Linked DNA regions of Mus musculus: region 2 is linked to region 1. Evidence: chromatin contacts called from public Hi-C data. All regions are on one chromosome and are shown on one strand. The core of a region is the stretch at or near the end of the contact, and the rest is flanking DNA. Distances in the headings are between cores, read along the strand shown.

Region 1 (3,813 bases), core at 1,157-3,656:
ATGGATGCTGGGAATCCAAACTCAATGTGTTATATTTGCACAGCCTGCAATTTCCTGCTGAGCCATCTCCCCCAGGCCCCTGGTTTTCAACTCTGGATCCTCCTAAGCGCTATGACCACAGCAGTATGTCATTGTACCCAGATGATTCACTGGTTGACTGGTAGATATTTTTGAGACAGAAATCTTATATAGTCCAAGCTGCCCTTGAACTCCCAATTTTCCTGTTTCTATCTCTTAAATGCTGGATTCTCCACAAGCCCAACCATGCCTACCAATTTATATATATATATATATATATATATATATATATATATATATATATATATGCTTGTTTATTTAGAGCCAGAGCCAGAGTCTCATTATATAGCCATGGGTGGTCTACACTCCCTCTGTAGCCCATGCTGGCTTCAAGCGTAGGCTCAACCTTAAGCGTCTACCTTTCTGAATGCTAAGACTACGGGCACGCACCATCGTGTCCTTCTTGGAGATATTTTTGAATGACTCTTTACCCGTGCCTCCATAGTGCTGCAAGAAGTCACCATTGATTTCCCTCCTGTGGCATCGTGTGTCAGCCAGCACTCAGAGTTTTAGATTCTAGAGCGTTTTGATACAGGATTTTCTGATTAGGTAGGCTCAACCTATAAGCAAGGTGCCTCAAAGACGAGAGAGTCTGTATTATCACCTTCCTGCAGGCAGGGCCCAGCTCCCTCTGGTGGGTCAGGGAGAATCACTCCTTGTCTCTGACCTTCTGTGTGGTATTGGCATGCCTTGGCTCGGGGCCATGTGTGTTAATCAGTTGTTCGATACTGTGACAAAATACCCAGAGAAACTATTTAAGGGGAGGAAAGGTTTATTTGTGGACCCACAGTTTCTAAGGTCTCCCATTCCACGGTCTGCTGGCTCCTTTCTTTTGGATCTGAGGTGAGGCGGAGCGTTGTGGTCCTGGAAGCAGGAGGTGTGGGGATGGTGGGGATGGAGGAGGAGGCTGCTGGCCTTATGGCATCCAGGAAGCAGAGAAGAGAGAGGGAGAGGGGAAAGTCGGGGGAGAGGAAAGAAATGAGATACGTCCATCAAAGTCCAGGCCCCAGTGACCCACTTCCCCCAACTAAGCCCCACCTCCTAGCCCTTTCCGCTGTGACCACTCAGTGGGTCACCGATGTTGTACCCTCAGCATCCCACCACTCTTCAGTAGCATCATCAGCGAGGAAGACTTCAACAGACAAAACTTGTGGGGAGACACAATACTGATAAGTCACAGCACCATCCGGTTCTTCAAACTACCCCTACCCCTCCCTTTTTTTTTCTCTGAAGACGGGTCTTACTGTGTAGCCCTGTATGGCCTGGAACTCACTGTGTAGACCACACTGGCCTCAAGATCACAGATCTGTGCCCCCCACCCCTCTCACATCCCCCAGTGCCATGATGAAAAGCAGGAGTTATGTGGCTTTGACCAAGCTTCATCTTCAAGCTACCTGTTCTGTGTGAGGTCTCCTTGTAAGAATATGGCACCCAGGAGCAGGCCGGTCTCTGTGAGATTGAGGGTAGCCTGGTCTATAGAGTTTCTTTGGACAGCCAGGGCTATACAAAGAAACTCTGTTTCAAAAAAAAAAAAGTGGCGCCTTTAATCCCAGCACTTGGGAGGCAGAGGCAGGCAGATTTCTGAGTTCCAGGACAGCCTGGTCTACAAAGTGAGTTCCAGGACAGCCAGGGCTACACAGAGAAACCCTGTCTTGAAAAACCAAAAAAAAAAGTGTCAAATGCCTTTAATGCTAGAGTGAGTTCCAGGACAGCCAGCGCTACACAGGAAGCCCTATCTCAAAACAAAACAAAACAAAAACAAATGGGCTATTGCTGTAGTTAAATTGGTTGAATGTTCAGGAAGCCTTGGATTCTATTCCCAGAACCACATAAAACTAGGTGGGGGTCTATAATCCCAGCACTCTGGAAGAGGAGGCAGGAGAATCAGGACTCCAAGGTCATGGCTTGACAGGAGGAAGCTATAGCAGCATAGTAAGCCCTTGGCTACATAGTGAGTTACAGGCCAACCTGGGGAACAGTCTCAAAAAAACAAAAGAGGTTTTTTTGTTTTTTTTTTAATTGCTTTGTTTTGTTTGTTTGTTTTTGAAACAGAGTCTCTCTGTGTAACCCTGGTTGTCCTGGAACTGGCTGTGTAGACCAGGCTGACCTCGAACTCTCGGAGATTTGTCTGCTTCTTCCTCCTGGGTGTGGCTTACAAACGGTACTAATGTCCATGAGATGTGTGCTTGTGCTTAGTTGATCCAGAATTTGGGAAAGATCGGAGGACTCTGAGATTGTCTGCCCTTCCCTCCCTCCTGTTGGCCAGTGCAGACCAAGCAGCGTGAGCCATGGGGCCATCTGCCAAGGCTGTACTTCCTTGCCATTGACTGTCTTGGCTTTGGGCCCCTTGGGTGTCCTCAGTTCTGTGGCTCTGCCCTGATCTCTGTGCAGCCCATCAGCCTGCCGTGTTCTTTTCCAGTTGGGATGTACTTTGTATTTTCATTGTACCGTGTTTATTTATTTGGGGTGTGTGTGTGTTGGCCTGCCCAGGCATACACATACACATGCAGAAATAGCTCATTTTGGCTAGGCTTGCCTTGGATCCAACTGTCTTAATCTCCTAATGCTGGCAGGCGTCACAGGCACGCTCAGTCACACTCAGCTTTTCAGGTAGGCACCAGGGATTTGAACTCAGCTCTTCATGCACTGGGTTGTTTTGGACCCAGTTATGTTAGTTATGTTATAGACTGGGTTGTTTTGCCCACTGAGCCATCTCCCTAGCCCTGCAGGAGTTAGCCACGAACTAACTCCCTCTCAGGTGCTGGGATTATAGCCGTGCTCTCCCATGCCCAGTGTGTGTAGGCCTGGGTTGGAACCCAGAGCTTCATGGGTGTGGGAAAAGCGCTCTACCAACTGAGCCACTATCTCCTTTTTTAAATTCTGACTCAAGGATGACCTTGAACTCTTGGCAATCCCCCTCAGCCTTCAGAGTGCTGTTGTTACGGGTTTACTACCACAACAACCTACGTCCGAGGTGCAAAGTCTTTTGTTTTTAAACCTTAAAAAAAGAGAGAGAGATTTATTTATGTACATGAGCACACTGTCACTCTCTTCAGATACAACAGAAGAGAGCATCAGATCTCATTACAGATGATCATGAGCCACCCCGTGGTTGCTGGGACTTGAACTCAGGACCTCTGGAAAAGCAGTCAGTGCTCTTAACCGCTGAGCCATCTCTCCAGCCCCTTCTTTTTATGGTCCTGGCTCTTAAAACCTTTCGGGCCCCCTCTTCCGCCATGTTTCCTGAGGCTCAGGTGCAGGAGTTGTGTGGGAGCTGTATCTGTTGGGGCTGAGCACCCCAGGATCAGTTATTTTTGACCAGTTGTGGGTTTCTGTAATGGTCTCCAAATTCCTGTGTATGTCTGTATCTATGTCAGTGTCGCATAGGTGTTGGATGCCCTGGAGCTAAAGTTCTAGGCAATCGTAAGCAACTGGATATGGGAGTCTTCTGTGACAGCGGGAAGCCCCCGTAACCACTGCACCGTCTCTCTCACAGTCCAAGTTGTCATTGCTAGTTCCTTAAGTGTTAGATACCCAGGAAAAGTCAAGCAGGAATTCTGGGCTGTGGGGATTCAGTCAGCATCAGTGGCTAAGCTCTTAGCCTCAAGGAGTTCAAGAAATCTGTCAGGAAGCGTGTAATCAGGTCATTTCAGATCTCAGCTGGTTCTGGAGAGAACGTAGGAGAGCCCGGGCTTAGTACCTGGGAGGTGCAGGCCGGAAGATCAGGAGTTCAAG
Region 2 (3,807 bases), core at 1,070-3,569, 68 kb before region 1:
GCCAATCGCCACTCCCCAGGGCCCGAGAGAGACCTGAGCCGTGAAGTACACAAAGCTGAATGGCGGATAAAGGAACAGAAACTGAAGGATGACATCCGGGGCCTGCGTGAGAAGCTGACCGGGCTGGTATGTGCAGGCAGGAGGTGGGGGCGGGGAGAAGGGTTTGCCAGGGCTGTCCTGCTGCCAGGCCGAGGAGACCAGCGATCTCCTAGAGTCACAGTGGGGGGTTGAAAATTCAGTCCTCCAGGATCTCAAGCACGGAGCAGATGAAGGGCCATAGCCCCTTTTTAGACATCGTCACCAGAGATGTCCCTACATGAAAGAGTCTGCTCTGTCCAGAGCCAGTCATGCATAGAGGATTAAAAAATACATGCAGGGAGTATCTAACCAGAAACCAGGTTAGTTATCTAACCAGAAACCAGGGTCTGGGCTCCTTGTTAAGTAGCGTGTGGGGTTCTGTCAGTAGAGAGGCGAGAGGTTCAACTCAGGGCCCTGAAGCGCCTTCTCCGGTGGAAACTACTGGACTTTGAGCTGAGTTGCAGTGAGTGAGTGAGAATGGACTTATTGGCAGCGTAGGACAGAGCTGGTCCCACCTCTTTCCTTTCTGTTTCACATTTACAGCCCGATGTTCCAGCCGTCTCTGGCCACCTCTGGCATATGGATTGGGTGGATCAAAGAGAATGGGCCTCTTTTTACCCCCACACTTTGGGGCTTGGGGGTTAGATGTGTTGTTTCTGGCCCTGGAGGGATCCATGGGTTAGGCGAAGGTGGAATAATAAAGGATGCTTAGAGAGCTGAGAGGAGGTGACTCAATTGATAGACTGTGTGAGTAGAGCCCTGGGTTCTGTCCCCAGCACTACGTAAAATCAGATGTAGTGTCCTGTGCCTGTAATCTCAGCACCGGGGATGTGGATGTAGGAAGATCAGATGTTCAAGGCTATCCTCAGCTACATAGCAAGTTCTATGCTAGCCTGGGCTACATCAGACTCTGTATCTGAAACAGAGCTTTTTAAGCCATATGGGACCCATCTGGTTTCATATCTGCTCCTAGGTATGGGGTTATCAGGCCTAGCTGCTCTGCCAGTGTTTTGTGTCTGGCTGGTTAAATGCCAGCTCACATGTGCACCACAGGGTACTTGTGGCCTCTATGACTCTGTGCCACAGAAGGAGACAAAGACAAGGCAGATTTCCCAGAAGTGTTGGGCACAGGTAAAGGGAAGCTCAGATTTTTACCTGGAGCTCTGTGCTGGTAGACCAGCCCCGCACTTGGAAAAGCATAGTGGAAAGCTAGAAGATACATGAAAAAGCGCTGGGCGTGATGGCGCATGCCTTTAATCCCAGCACTTGGGAGGCAGAGGCAGGTGGATTTCTGAGTTTGAGGACAGCCTGGTCTACAGAGTGAGTTCTAGGACAGCCAAGGCTACACAGAGAAACCTGTCTCAAAAAACAAAACAAAACAAAAGATATGTGAAGAGTATGGGGCCCTGAGAATCAGGGAGATCTGCACAGAAACTCTGAGCTTGGCCTAAAGGCCCAGGCTGGGCTGAGCATTAAGGAGACGGGGCCCGACACGAGTGTCTTGGAATGCTTTGGTTGGAGACCAGAGTGGGGTGTGTGGACTCTAACCATTGTGGTGGAGGAGAGAGGAGACACTTGTAAGGAGCCAGGCTCAGTTGGGGGAGGGGGGTGTCACATGGACTTGGAAGAGAAAAATAGTGGGTACCAGTTGACTCTGGGTTAGAACAGAAGGGCTGCAGTAAGGATGGAGTGGTGGGTCTTAGGTTCTAGGGCTTGAAGAAGTTGGAAAGTGAACTCTGGGGGAGGGAGGTCCTTGTGAGGCACAAGCTCCACTTAGAAAGCAGGCGGGGCCTGATCCGTTTCGTTAGCACCCACAGGGGCAGGTCACACTTCCACACCTCCACCCTTCCAGGACAAGGAGAAGTCCCTATCAGAGCAGAGACGCTACTCCCTCATTGACCCAGCTTCACCACCCGAGCTGCTGAAACTGCAGCATCAGTTGGTGAGCACGGAAGACGCCCTGCGGGATGCGCTGAACCAGGCCCAGCAGGTGGAGAGGCTGGTGGAGGCCCTGAGGGGCTGCTCAGACAGGACTCAGGTGAGCACACGGGGCTGTAGCCTCGGGAGCCCCAGACCCAAACGGGAGGTGGCTCTATCCTGGGGACCCCAGTCTGAAGGAGGGTGTCCCCGTCCTTGAAACCCCAGTCTGAAAAGGAATTGCTGCCCTGGGAGACCCAGTCTAAAGGACTTTGGTTTCAAGTCTGCTGGTCCCATCCGGAAGATCCCTCCCCCTTGTGGTTATGTGTGGAATTGCATCCTGGCCGCCTGCTCAGTAGCTCCCCCACTCTCCTCCCCTCACAGACCATCAGCAATTCCGGTTCTGCCAACGGTATTCACCAGCCAGACAAGGCCCACAAACAGGAGGTAAGTGCGCCAGCAGTCTCTAAGTCACCCAAGCCGGCAGCCTCTGAAAAAAAAAAATCCCCCGGAAGTCACTAAGTATACAAAGGAACAAGAATGCTTTGTGTGTGTCTGTCCTGTCCCAGCTCGCTTGTTTGCTTAGGAAGATTCTAGCACTGGTATATCCCATCCAGGAATAGTCCTGCTTGCTTTTCTTTCTTTCTTTCTTTCTTTCTTTCTTTCTTTCTTTCTTTCTTTCTCTCTTTCTTTCTTTCTTTCTTTCTTTTCTTTCTCTCTCTCTCTCTCTCTCTCTCTCTCTCTCTCTCTCTCTGTGTTTTTGTTGTTAGTGTTGTTTTGTTTTTTTCCTGTGGTTCTGAGAATGGGACCCAGGGCCTTAGCATTGACTACACCCCAGCCCCTCCCTGGGAGATTTTAGGCAGGGGCTCTACCACTGAGCCATGCCCCCAGCCTCTCACTGGGGGATTCTAGGCAAGCCATCTATTTCCACAGTCCTTGCTTTTGGGAGACATAGTGTCCCAGTTTCCCAACTCTCCCCTCCTGCCCCAACCCCCCCCCCCCCGGCATCCTCCCATGTCCACATCCGTGACTTACTTAGCACCTGGTCTAGAAACATCCATGTCCCCAGCTAACTGTGTGACCCAGGCAGAAGAGGCTGAAGTGAAGAAAACCACAGCTTGCCCCTTGGCTTTCCAGCTGTTCTGCATTTAACGAGGGCCAGGCTTGGGAACAAGGGCCTTTGAAGGCCATTCCTAGCCAGGTAGCCAAGGACCAGGCAGCTGGCGGAGCTGATGTGGGCAGGGTTGGCATGGCAGAGTAACCACTGCCCTGGGAACTGCTGTCCAGACCACATAAGGGTTTGTTTGCCCAGCAACATTGTAAGAAACATTACTACCAGATGTGCAATCAAGGCTTATGTATAAGTTCATACTTATGCAAAGCCATCCTCTACAGAGATACTTGGATTTCCTTGTAGAATTCCTTTTCCTGCCACAGGGCCTTGACGCATGCTGTACCCTCTACCCAGCTCTCTTCCTCCTTGTCCCTCCCTCATCTGTCCATTCATTCTTCCTAACCCTTGATGCCCAAGCCCTTGTTCTCTCTAGGACAAACACTGACCGCAAGGGACACCAAGGACCGACCCTACTCACACCAGAAGCCCTACCAGGCTTCCCAGCAGCGCCACCTTCAGGCAGGAGTCAGAACTGTCCCCTTGGAGATGTGACTGTGTTTGTAACAATATTGTCCTCACTGCCGTGGACACGTGGACACGTCCCACCTGAACCCCCTGCCGGACCAGGAGGCTCCCACAGACACGGCCTTCCACAGAGCGCGGTACAGCTGGGCCCAGCCCTGGAGAACCTCTCTTGT

The links. Hi-C and Micro-C count contacts between places; a contact is called where the count stands out from the background.
Region 2: a contact with region 1 is called in a Hi-C map of cerebral cortex, with 2.3 times the contacts expected there. The contact joins two enhancer-like sites. A contact is called at or near these places in 2 of 15 datasets of contacts at CTCF or cohesin (CD8 T cells and embryonic stem cells), 8 of 484 Hi-C or Micro-C datasets (the HL-1 cell line, bone marrow-derived macrophages, cerebellum and 5 more), 6 of 115 datasets of contacts at active chromatin or transcription factors (Th17 cells, embryonic stem cells and stem cell-derived neural progenitor cells) and 2 of 9 other capture datasets (adipose tissue and liver).

Annotation. Positions count from the first base shown.
Region 1 is chr5:134,422,729-134,426,541 of GRCm38.p6, reverse strand. All of the region lies in intron 1 of Gtf2ird1 (general transcription factor II I repeat domain-containing 1), which reads left to right. Among named protein-coding and RNA genes, the nearest start is that of Gtf2ird1, 32 kb to the left of the region's middle. Within about 2 kb of position 2,406, at least 29 of the 459 cell types and tissues checked have an H3K27ac peak or open chromatin away from gene starts, as enhancers often do. A contact at or near this core is called in cerebral cortex, where this site is marked.
Region 2 is chr5:134,490,528-134,494,334 of GRCm38.p6, reverse strand. Clip2 (CAP-GLY domain containing linker protein 2) reads left to right here. Exons shown (of 17, transcript NM_009990.3): 14 at 1-126; 15 at 1,931-2,116; 16 at 2,380-2,442; 17 at 3,543-3,807. The coding sequence ends at 3,554. Among named protein-coding and RNA genes, the nearest start is that of Gtf2ird1, 36 kb to the right of the region's middle. Within about 2 kb of position 2,319, at least 169 of the 459 cell types and tissues checked have an H3K27ac peak or open chromatin away from gene starts, as enhancers often do. A contact at or near this core is called in cerebral cortex, where this site is marked.